3 separate regions of the Zea mays genome follow, and all the other regions are linked to region 1. Evidence: chromatin contacts called from public Hi-C data. All regions are on one chromosome and are shown on one strand. The core of a region is the stretch at or near the end of the contact, and the rest is flanking DNA. Distances in the headings are between cores, read along the strand shown. Region 1 holds the start of LOC100274470. Region 2 holds the start of LOC100383281. Region 3 holds the start of LOC100193792.

Region 1 (4,028 bases), core at 661-3,160:
AAAGTCTTCAACATAAAGGATATTTTTGATTTGCCATCGAAATATATACTCAACAGATGGACTAAATATGTGAAAAGAGAATTTTTTGTTGAGAAACATGGCATCAAGAAGGAGAATTTGACAACTCAAGCTGCACGTATCTCACGAAAGGTGACATCTATTGCATTGAAGTGTTCTTTATTTAAAGAGCTTCTTGATGATTGGGAGAACACCATAGATAAACTAGGCTTGGATGCAGATAACTCTATATTGAAGGTGCAAGAAAAAGACAATAAAGTGCCTCCAGTTTCAGCTTATTGCTCTTTAGATACATTAATAGGTAAAATATCGTTTAGAGTTCCTCATGTAGTAAAACGGCCAAAGAAAAAACGATCGACCACATTCCTCGAAAAGCGAAAGGGGAAGAAAAATAGAAGTGCCAACAAAGACAAAGGTGTTGATCCAAAAGATGGTAAGTCACATGCCTTGTATCAATTATATATTTTATATTATACTTAACATGTAAGTTTAATGCATGATTTTATATCCTGTGACATAGAACCTCGATGCCAGTACAATTGAACCTAATAGCTTGCCACACGATATATGGCCAACCTTCAACTACGATAATTCCATCAAGTCAGGGTTCTTATGCTAATGCCACAATGCCGGGTTTTAATATGCACATGACTTCTTCTATGATGGATGCTCGTAGTATACAAGAAGGATACACCAGTCTCTTATTTGGAGTTGATAAAGATGCTGCATCAGCTATTAGCCAATTACATTTTGATGGAGTGCTAGATAATGAAAATATATGACTTTACTCTTTGGTTTTTATTTTGTATAAGGACTCAAACATTCCATATTTTAGATGACAAGGTAAATTTCATGTTTATTCTATTTTTATATTTGTAACATTGCTGCTTTTCTTCGGCCAGAACTCTTTTTGTCATTTCATCAAACGCTTAGTGGCCTGAGATTCAGACATGGGGCAGGCCTCCTCGTTCCAGCTTCCCATCTTACAAATCTCGTCTAACAGCTACACGAACTCAACAGTCTATGGCAACATTGCAATCCAGCCGCACATCTCTCCCAACACCAAAGCGTCGAGCCGTGATCCTTTTTAGTCTTCACATCTCGAGCCGAGTCGAAGACAAGGTGGCGTTGCGCGTAGGTTTATATGTGTCTGTCCAGCTAATGCCTTGTTCGTTTCTGCCGGATTAGTGGGTCGAAACGATTCCTGACCGGATTGCTTCTCTAATTTATATAAACTTTGATTAGACCTTGTTCGTTTACGTCGGATTGCACCCGGAATCGTTCCAACTAATCAAAGTTTATATAAAATAGAGAAACAATCCGGCTAGGAATCGTTCCGCCCCACCAATCCGACACAAACGAACAAGGCCTTAGTTGGAACGATTCCGGGTGCAATCCGACAGAAACGAACAAGGCCTAAGGCCTTGTTCGTTTCTACCGGATTGGTGGGTCGGAATGATTCCGAACCGGATTGCTTCTCTAATTTATATAAACTTTGATTAGGTAGAACGATTCCGGGTGCAATCCGACACAAACGAACAAGGCCTAACCGATAAGATTATCACGCGTAACCAATCCAGACCGCTTCACTGTGATGTGTGTTGCGGCCAGTTCGCACGGAATTTTTTTCCCACGCCTAGGCCTGCGCCAGACCAACCCACCCGGCCACGCGCCACCTCAAAGGCCAACGACCAGCAAAAGCAGCAGACTCTCAATGGCACGCGAGCCCCACCTGCCACCTCCGATCCGTCGCCTCCACCAACCCCGCCTTATTCAAAAAATTTATTCGCCGAAACCCCTTGCCAATGCCACCTCGCCGCCTCCGCCCGACCCAGCAAAAAGGCACGACGACCTCTACCTCTACCTCGCCGCCACCGTCACCGTGGCCCGCCGCCATATAAGTAAACCCTCGCCTCGTCCTCCTCCCAGGCTCGCCACCCTCCGCCTCCGACACATGGCCCACCCGCACCTCGTGCTCCCCTCCCCGAAGTCCCTCCTCCCCGCCGCCGCAACTCCATCGCGCCGCGCCGTCGCCATCCGCGCGGCGATCTCCACCGCTTTGTCTCCGGCCAAGGCGGCAGCTGGAGCAGAGGCGGTGCGATCGATCCGCGCGCGGCAGATCGTGGACAGCCGCGGGAACCCCACCGTCGAGGTCGACCTCGTCGCCGGGGACGGACGCCTCCACCGCTCCGCGGTGCCCAGCGGGGCGTCCACGGGGATCTACGAGGCGCTGGAGCTCCGCGACGGTGACAAGGCCGTATACGGCGGGAAGGGCGTACTCCAAGCTGTGCGCAACATCAACGAGGTTATCGCGCCTAAGCTCATAGGCGTCGATGTGAGGTGAGCTGGATATCACTGTCTCGGATTGATTTCTGTTCGAATGATGGATCTGTCTGTTTGATCACCAGTGTGACTGCTGCAAAGTGGGTAGTTGGAAAACGTGGTGTGCGTGTGTCATTTGGCTGTGATCCATAGTTGAACTGCATCAGTTCATGGGGGTTTAGTGAGCTGATTAGTTTGACTCCTATCTGAAAATGATGCTTTGGATCTTCTCGTGACTACCCTAAAAGTTTGAAGTAAAATGTGGCTAAATTTGTGGGGGACATATCCTTTGCAATCACTCATTTGGTGCAATTGTGCATTCAAATCATTCAGAACATCTAATCTAGATTCAATGGTTTCATATGGAAGGGGTTACAAATGTAAAATAGTTACTAGGTTTTAACTAGAAGGGGTTAAATGTAAAATAGCAGACACCATTGGATTTTGATTGGATGCACTAGATCGCTTGATAAATAGCAGTCATCGTTAAATGTAAAATAGCAGTCACACTTGCACCAACATGATTAATTACACCGGACATGTTCCCAAATTTGTGGAAGTGCATATGTATGCCATACTTGGTTTATTTACATGTTGGGAACTTATTGGTTTTGTAGGTCATGGAGCAAACTTGTGTGTAGTTTGGTTATATAGGAATTAGGTGCTTTTGTACTTTTGATTGGCTGCTTGTAATATGCTTTTGTCCAGCTGCTGCTTCAGCAGCCTCATCTCGCAAATTTACTGTACTGACAGTCACCAACAGCTGCATTTACCAGCAGCCAAACGGACCCATAATATTTTTTGACAGAAAGCAACAAGGAGAACCCTAATGTCCTAAATAACTTGACATGCATTCCTGAACAACAGTTTTTACAGAAAGCAACAAGGAGAACTCTAATGTCCTAGGTAGCTTGATGTCAAGGTATGTCCGATGATAGATGTAGGATATTTTCCAGTATTTGGATTATTAAGGGTTTGCAGTTTGCTCACTGTGTAGGGTGGGAAGTTTTTATAACTAACAAAGTACTGTGTAGTAGTTAGTGCCCATTTCAGTCTCTTTAGTTTAGTGAATGCTACAGTTGTTCTGGTGGTAAAGACAATTCCTGGTGGTAACAGCTGTTCCTACTAGAAATAGAATTTTGTATTTTTTTAAGCATATGACTGTTGCTACTGATTCAGTGACCCTACACATCCTGTTTGGTGTTTTCTTAGAGGTTAGCATATTCGGTTGTTTGGTGATCCTTTGCCTAGCAATAAGCATATGAAACTTACTAAAAATATACTAATTTGTATTGTAGATTTACGGTTTTTGAAGATTCGAGTGCTTTACCTACCATTGTTCGGGTGTGAAATACTGAACTGTATTTCTGGTGCTGTATGGAATATTTCTCATGCAAGCACATGATTACAAGTCCACAATCTAACAATGCATAGTTCAAGCAACTTCAGCATGGTCTTCAAGTACAATTACTGTTTTGTGTGATTACATTTTTGTCAACTTCCACAGTAATTCTCCAACTAATATTTCAGCGATTGGATGTTTGCTTCCGCGTATAGTCATTTTGATTGGGGTTAGTCAATTCTAGCTTGAGCAGCCACTATGTGTTTGTGGGGGCGGATCTAGTATCATAGGGCTTCGGCTAAACTTACAAGCTTTTCGCATTCCAAAGAGTTAGTGCTAATGTTAT
Region 2 (3,827 bases), core at 995-3,494, 280 kb after region 1:
TTCCCGCTGAGGAGGTTCTTCTTCGGGTGCGGTCGGCTCGTCGTCGGAGATGGGGGGCGATTCCACTCTCACGATGAAGAGGACGTCAGGGTAGAATGGAGCAGCTGTCACGGCGATCTTCTTTCTGTTCTCCTTTGAGGGCGGAGGCACAGAAAGATCAGCTTGATGATCCTTTGCTTCCTTTTTCCTTGTGATCTGTGTCCATTCCCCCGTCGGAGAGGTGGACAGCAGAGTTCTCCGGGCTGAAGGACCCTCCGCTCCTAGCTCGCTGAAGGTAATTTTTTTTCGGAGCACTGGAGGTTGCGCTTTTTCTTGCTTTGCTCCGATTTTCTCGGAGACCTTTGAGGAAAACTTTCTTTCCGGCGGATCCGTGATGCGATGCAGAGTTCCCTCCTCATCCGCTACAGATGAGATAGTTCCGAAGCAGAACATGGATCCAGGGCGGAGGATGATCTTATGCTAGAAGGTGACGGCCATTGAGCTAGCTTGGATCGATGACACACCCCCTACCTGGCGCACCAGCTGTCGGTGTTTTGGGTCCGACCGCGCACCCGGGGTTACCCCTCAAGGTGCTTTTAGGAGTAGGACGGTGTTACCGACTGTAGCTCGATGGTTCGTGCTGGGCGCACGAGAAATAGTGGACAATGATGTACAGGTTCGGGCCGCTTTGAGATGCGTAACACCCTACGTCCTGGTGAGAGTGCTTTATGTGATGGGTTACAAGGGAGTTCTCTAGTGCTGGAAAACGTAGAGAGCGGGGTGAATGGCTAAGTAATGAGTGATTGTTCTGAAGGGGTGCCCCCTGGGCCTTATATACTCGACCGTGAGGCATTACATGCAGATATGATAACAACGCGTGCCTAAGAAATAGTGAACCATCTGAGTCTATCCTCCTATAATTCAGCCGACCCATCCTCGCTTGGTTCCGTTGTACGGGGCTCCTGCGGGAAGGTCGGGTCACTGTTGTGATTACTGCTCGAATTTGTTGGGCCGTCTGGGCTTGCGCCGACCCGGCCTTGCGTTAATCCGCTCCACTGGTCGTTCCTCCCAGGCCTACGAGGGGATGGCCTTACGAATTATGGGGCCTTTGGGCCTTTCGTGAGGTCTTTTATCCTTCTAGTGGACCCGGGAGATATCTGTCCCCCACATAGGATCTCTCCTCCTTGACGGGGTCCCTCCCGGGGGTGAGATCCAGGTGCTGTTGGTGAACACCGCCACTCCACGCACACGCGGGTCGTCCGACCATTAGGCACGAACCGTCCAGCGTAGTCCAGGAACCTCGCTCCTGCTGCTAGGTCGTGGACCGTCTAGCACTAGGCCGCATACTGTCCAGCACAGTGCAGGAAACCCTGCTCTTGCTGCTAGGTCGCGGACCGTCTGGCCCTAGACCGCGGAACGTTCATGCCACCGCAGAGAGCTCGCCGAGCGAAACAACTCCCAAATGTTTGGCGCCTGGATCGATGCCAACAATACGTTAACCTCGCACGTTAAATACTTGTTCCATCTTAAAAATATACTTTTTAAGTTTTTTCCGTCGATATTCAAATAAATGATACTCCCTCGGTCTCGTTTTTTCTAGCTCATTTTTTCTGTCCATAATCATTCAAATTCAAATGATAGTGAATATAGACATATATGTAAATTAAATTCATATATTACTTAATGAATATATAATTAGTCTAAAACAAAATATATTTTGCACGGAGGGAGTAATAATTATAGTTTTTATAAGTTAACTAATGAATACATATTTAATCTAAAACAAATCATATTTTGAGACGTAGGAGTATATTGTACGTGTAAGCAGTTAACCAAATAGCCATTATATATTTCCACGTCAATCCATATAACTTTACGCAATATCTTATGCAACATTCATCCCACAACACGAGAGATTGAAGAGAATAGTCGTCGGTCCTATTCTACGAGGGAAAAAATGTGACGTGGATCAGCCGACAGCACAGCAACATCGACGTCACCGCTATCGGCCTATCGCGACGCTCCTCTCGGAGACGTCGTCACGGCGACAGGACCTCTCCCTCTCTCGCTACGGCGACAACAGCGACGCAGCGGGCCCGGGCACGAGGGAAGGGGCCCGCCCAAGCGCGCACATTCGGGGCCCCAGTCCCCACCGTCCCGTCCGCCGGCCTCGCGATTCGTGTCCCACGCGCTCCCTCCTCCTATCCCCGTCTCCTACCGCGTCGACACGGCGATACCCCCGCGGCACCCACCCACCCATCCAAGCTTCCGTTTCTCGTTCTCTCCCCCCACCACACCACGACCCCTTCCAAAACAACAAACAGAACCGAAGCCGACTAGCGCGACCGAGGAGGCAGAGACGGGTGGAGGAAAAGGGCAAAGTCGCCGCCCGCCGCCCGCCGCTGATCGGTCGGTGAGCCCGATGCGCTGTACCGCTCGGCCTCGTCGTGTTCCGCCGCGCTGATCTCCGCCTCCCGCGACGCCCGATTCCAGAGGATCGCTTCTTCGGTTTGGCCGGCCGGTAGGTTGGGATTCTTCTCTCTTCTTTTTACTTGCCAACAAGAGCTCGACACCGAGTCGCTCGCACCTACCATGTGCTGTTGAGTTCGTTGGGGCCGTGTGGAGCCGCTCTTAATTTCGCTGCTCCTGGCAGGTGCGTGGGGGGTTCAGGAGGCGGGGTCTCGGCGGCTGCAATGCATGCTCGCATCTCGTGGCGGCGTTTCATCGCTTCGGTCCGTTTGTTTTTCGGCTTGTTGCGCTGAAATTGAGCGATTCGTTTCCTTGATTCAAGGACTACTAGTGGGGCGGGGGCATCCTGCGTGGTGGCTCTGGCTGTCTGGTCTGTATCTGTATGATAGGTATCGGCTTTTTCTAATTCTCATATATTAGTGGATTTTTGCTGTTCCTTGCGGATTTGCTATTTTTGCTGTTTTTTTCGTGAAGAAACTAAAACGATGAGTGGTTGTTTTTGTGGATGCAAAAAAACCAGTGGGCGTTGGCAGTTGTGCCGTCCCGGCTAGCTGCGGACTTGTCTTGGCCTAGCAGGGAAGTGATGGAGCACAAGAAAGCTAGAGCAGTGGAGGATCCTGCCCGGTTGATTTGCGACGATGCCCTCACCGAGGTATTCCGCAGGCTGCCTGCCCGTGCGCTCGCGGCCTGCAGACTGGTGTGCAAGTCATGGATGTCCGTGCTCACAGATCCACACTTCATCCATGAGCACCTGAGCCGTGGCCAGCAGAAGCTGCTGCTCTTTGCGACTGACAGGGGAAACGACAGGTCGCTCGCCATGGTGCTCGCGGACAACAACGCATCCATGTACCAGCTGTCAAGGCCCGCGGCGTCTCGGAGCGTCTTCGTGCACAATTCTTGCAATGGCCTGCTCTGCCTAGGTGACAGCACAGGAGCTGTCGAGGTGCTGAACCCAACGACTGGTGAATCTTTAATGTTGCCGATGCCAATGTACACGGCAGGGAGCAGCCAGTTCTCGTCCTGCAATTGGCACTGCTTGGGGTTTTGCCCACAAAAAAGGGAACACAAGGTGGTGCATTTCTATCCAGGAGCTCACAATGACCCGTTCAAGGTACACTGTGAGATATACACGATTGGAGTCGGTGTCTGGAGACAAGTTGGGAGCTGTCATGGTGCTCCGACTGACAGAGGGGTGCATGTGAATGGGATGGTATACTATCTGACAAAGTTCCGCTACATTGCTTCATCGCGTATCAACTGCTTGAATCTTGAGAGCGAAAAATTTGATGTGATGATGCTTCCTCCACACAAATCTTATGGAGGTCATTGCTCTTTGGCAGAGCTTGAGGGAAAGCTATGCTTGTTGATTGTCGATGGTG
Region 3 (3,908 bases), core at 608-3,107, 300 kb before region 1:
ACATAGAAAGAGACTTTGTCCCCGAGCAGCGGAATGTCCATTGCTTGGACGCCAACACACCGGCGTAGCCCAGATACATCGGCAAAGACCGACAAGCCAAAGTGATAAAGGGGCCAAGAAATTACCCCTCAACACGACCCTACCCAATCATGTTGTGTTAACCGGGAAAGGCCTAGCCCCATAGCAGGAAGCTAGCTTGCTCGACTGCCTGCACATAAATAAATATGTCTTCGTCTGGTCGTCATCCGACCTGATCAGAGTTAGCCGAAATATCGCCGAGCACAGGCTACACATCAACCCTCCGTGCAACCCAAGAAGCAGCGCCTCCGCAAAATGTCAGATTAGAAGACAGAGGCAACCAAGGCTGAGGTCCAACAACTCCTGGACGCAAAAATCATCGAGCCAATCGATTACCCAGTATGTCTCGCAAATGTTGTCATGGTGAAATAGAAAAACAGAAAGAGGCGCATGTGCATTGACTTTACCTGCCTAAACAAGGCCTGCCCTAAAGACGAGTTCCCACTCCCTCGCATCGACAAGATAGTCGACTCGGCAGCAGTCTGTGAAGTCATGTCCCTCCTTGATTGTTTCTTAGGCTACCACCAAATATCCCTCAGCGAAGAGGACAAGCTGAATGCTAGTTTCGTCACCCCTTCAGCACCTATTGTTTTGTGAGGATGCCCAAAGGCCTCAAAAACACCGGGTCCACTTTCTCCCGCCTCACGCAGTCTATAATACTCAAGGACCAGGTTGACAGAAACATCTTCACCTACGTCAACGACATTGTCGTCGCAATCAAAAGAAAAGCTGATCAGCTGTCAGACTTGGTAGAGACTTTCTCTAACATGAGAGAGGCCAGACTCTGGCTCAACCCAAAAAATGTATCTTCGGCATCCACAGGGGCTGAGTTCTGGGCTACATAGTATCAAGGAAAGCCATTGAGGTGAACCCTAATAAAATCAGGGCCATAGTAGAAATGCATCCGCCACATACAATGAAAGAGGTCCAAAAGCTAACCGACCACATCGCAGCTGTGAACAGATTCATCTCGAAGTCAGTCAAGCGAAGCCTATCATTTCTAAAGGTGATGCGAGGTGCCAAGGACTTCACATGGGTCCAGAAGCTACAATTTCCTACTATTTGTCTTGTCGCGCACCTGAGATCTCACTTGCTTTCTAAGTGTTTGGATCCACGTGATAGCGTGTCCGCTTGTGTCAGTGCCCAACAAGCACGTCTCAGTTCTCATCGTACGGATGGCTGTGACTACGAGACTTGCTCGATTACTCTGTTGACGTCGTTGAATTTGAAAAGTTGGGCCGCACGCGCACGTGCCACGCTAGCTGGGTCGACTCGGTCTGAGGAATTTTCGAGCTAAAAAAATCGGCTCGACTCGGCTGGTTGTAAGCTCATGAGCCTCGTCTCGCCGAGCTACACTGAATCTAAGCGAGCTGGCTCAGCCCGGGCTGTTATCTATAGCTATCTCTAGCAGCTTATCTATACCTATACTCATATTCAAACTCTACTATGCGAACAGTACAGTAAAACAATATTGTTTTGGTAAACTTTGAATAGAATCCTGCAAACGGCCTAAATATGGCTACGCGTTCCTAATCAAAATTGGGAACATGTCCATCAATTCCTTTGTGTTCAGCAGTTGGTCCCGTCGTTTACCACCAGTCCACCGCAACATGCCGCCCCACTTCTCAGTGACTCCCCACTGGACCGTAGTCCGCAGCAGAGGCAGAGCGAGGCCAAAGCGTGCACGGTACACCACTACACCGTGCACTACAGTGAGTCCGGAGCGGAGTCATCTACCCCCCGACTCGATTCGTGACGAGATCTCTCTCCTCCGAATTCCTCGATCGATTCGTGTCGAAAAACCCCAGCCCCTCCCCACCGCCCCCCCCCGTCGGAATCCCGAATCCATCCCCGATGGCGCAAGGCACCGTGCCCTCCGCAGCCGGGGCCGGCGGCGGCGGCTGCCCCTCGGCCCCCGCCGTCTCGACGACTCCTCCGGGCACGCCCCGGGCTGCCCCGCCTCCGCCATCTACCTTCGCGACCGGATTCTACTACGCCGTGGAGCTCTATTTCGACCCGGCGCTGGAGAACCAGGTGCTCAAAGCGTGGAACGCGCTGGCGCGGCGGCAGCTAGGCAGCCGCCTCATCGACGCTGCCGCCCGCCCGCACCTCCCGCTGCTCCACCTCCCCGCCGCCGCGCTCCCGCCTCCTGGCACCGGCGCGGGCGGGGATCCGCTCCTCCGCCTCGCACCCTCGCTCCGCGCGCTCGCGTCGCGCCTCGACCCGCTCGCGCTCGCGCTCTCCTCGCTCGCCGCGCTCCCAGCCTCCGCCTCCTCCTCCCCGCACGACAACGTTCTCTTCCTCGCGCCCACTCCAACCGCCGCGCTGCTCGGCCTCCATGCGCAGCTCTGCGAGCTGCTGCGGAAGGACGCTGGCGTCGAGGTCCCCGACGCGTTCCGGCCCGACCACTGGCTACCGCGGTGCGCCGTCGCCGTCGACGTGCCCCGCGGCCGCATGGCGGAGGCCTTCTGCGTGCTCCGAGAGCTCAAGCTGCTTCCCGTCTCCGGGTACGGGATGGACATCGCGCTCGTCGAGGTCGGGGCCACCGTTAGGGAGCTCGTGTCCTACCCGCTCGGCGGTGGCAGCAGCGCTGGAGCGGACTGAGAGGTGAGATAATCTTCTTGTTCTCGCTTCTCTGTGATCTATTTACATTTAGTGCTCTGTTTAAGTAGGAACTTCTAAACTTGATACTGATTCTTCGCCGATTTAGCAATTGACATGGTAGTGTGCGATCAACTAGGAGATTTATGGCGATTGTATTACAGTGGACTAATCAGGATGGAAGAATCCTTAGTGAAACAACCTGCTACTAGTTTCTTTTGTCTTACAGCGGTGATACCAAAATCTACTTCTAAATGCTTTACAAGAAGCTTTCCTTAACTCCTGCATTACATTTGTAGCTTGCAATGAATGATATTTACTGAGTTGCATAATTGTATATCACTTACTCACAGTCACCACTTTACTCTAATAGATACCGTGCCTAATGGCATTTGTTTTATGATATTATGAGGACATATGATATGTTTATAGTGCTAGCTTGTCGTAAGGAAAGGGAAAAAAATGGATGGTTCTTCCTTCTGAGGCACTGTTTGTTTGGGCTTTTTCAGCTTCTGGCCACCAAAAGGTACTCTGGACTATCAAACATCCAGCTTTTCAGACCGCTTCTATAAAAATTGCTTTGGTAAAAATCATCCAAAATCAACATGAACACAGAATCGGCCGAGTTGTCATGATAGTAGGAATCCGTCGCTTTCTAGATCCTGAAACCTTTGCACCACTTAATTTTTCTTTGCACGTAATGCCCACGATACTCATATTCTTCCTACAGTCAGATTCTCTCCACAGTCAGATTCTCAGAAAAGTTGATCAGAAAAAGCTGAACCAAACATGCCCTAAATATTCGTGCTCATAAACATCGTGTCTGTACACTAATGGTTTTGATACTGTTGGCACAGGCGCACAGCACCTCACTTGGGTAAGAGATAATTCCAAGTACATGTGTAGTGTCCCAAATATTCCAAACAAAAATGCCAATAATTCGTTCCAAGCAATTTGTTAGTAAATTGGAGAACTGCTTGATATTTAATTGCATGCAACAAAGTAAAAAATGACAGTGAGGTAATTTGTAATGCTAGTCAAAGTGGGCTGATCAAATTGAAACTCCTACACATAAGACATCTATCTTGATAAAAAAAGTGAACTCGAGACCATTGAAGCACCGTCGAAGTGTGCATTGAGCCCCCTGTTTTATACCAAGATGACCTTGTGACCTGATTTTCTGCCATCTGCCTACCACCCATGGTAAATTTACACCTAAGGCCTCGTTC

The links. A called contact is a pair of places that touch in the nucleus more often than the background predicts.
Region 2: a Hi-C map of tassel shows a contact between it and region 1, with 2.5 times the contacts expected there. The contact joins the promoter of LOC100383281 here to the promoter of LOC100274470 in region 1. A contact is called at or near these places in 2 of 25 Hi-C or Micro-C datasets (ear and tassel).
Region 3: a Hi-C map of leaf shows a contact between it and region 1, with 5 times the contacts expected there. The contact joins the promoter of LOC100193792 here to the promoter of LOC100274470 in region 1. A contact is called at or near these places in 4 of 25 Hi-C or Micro-C datasets (ear, leaf, leaf mesophyll and 1 more).

What each region holds. Positions count from the first base shown.
Region 1 is chr7:106,657,387-106,661,414 of Zm-B73-REFERENCE-NAM-5.0, reverse strand. LOC100274470 reads left to right here and starts at 1,910. Exons shown (of 7, transcript NM_001148829.1): 1 at 1,910-2,358. The coding sequence starts at 1,973.
Region 2 is chr7:106,378,911-106,382,737 of Zm-B73-REFERENCE-NAM-5.0, reverse strand. LOC100383281 reads left to right here and starts at 2,244. Exons shown (of 3, transcript NM_001175941.1): 1 at 2,244-2,500; 2 at 2,633-2,837; 3 at 2,969-3,827. The coding sequence starts at 3,032.
Region 3 is chr7:106,959,435-106,963,342 of Zm-B73-REFERENCE-NAM-5.0, reverse strand. It overlaps LOC100193792, which reads left to right and starts at 1,857. Exons shown (of 2, transcript NM_001138877.1): 1 at 1,857-2,685. The coding sequence starts at 1,933. The coding sequence ends at 2,682.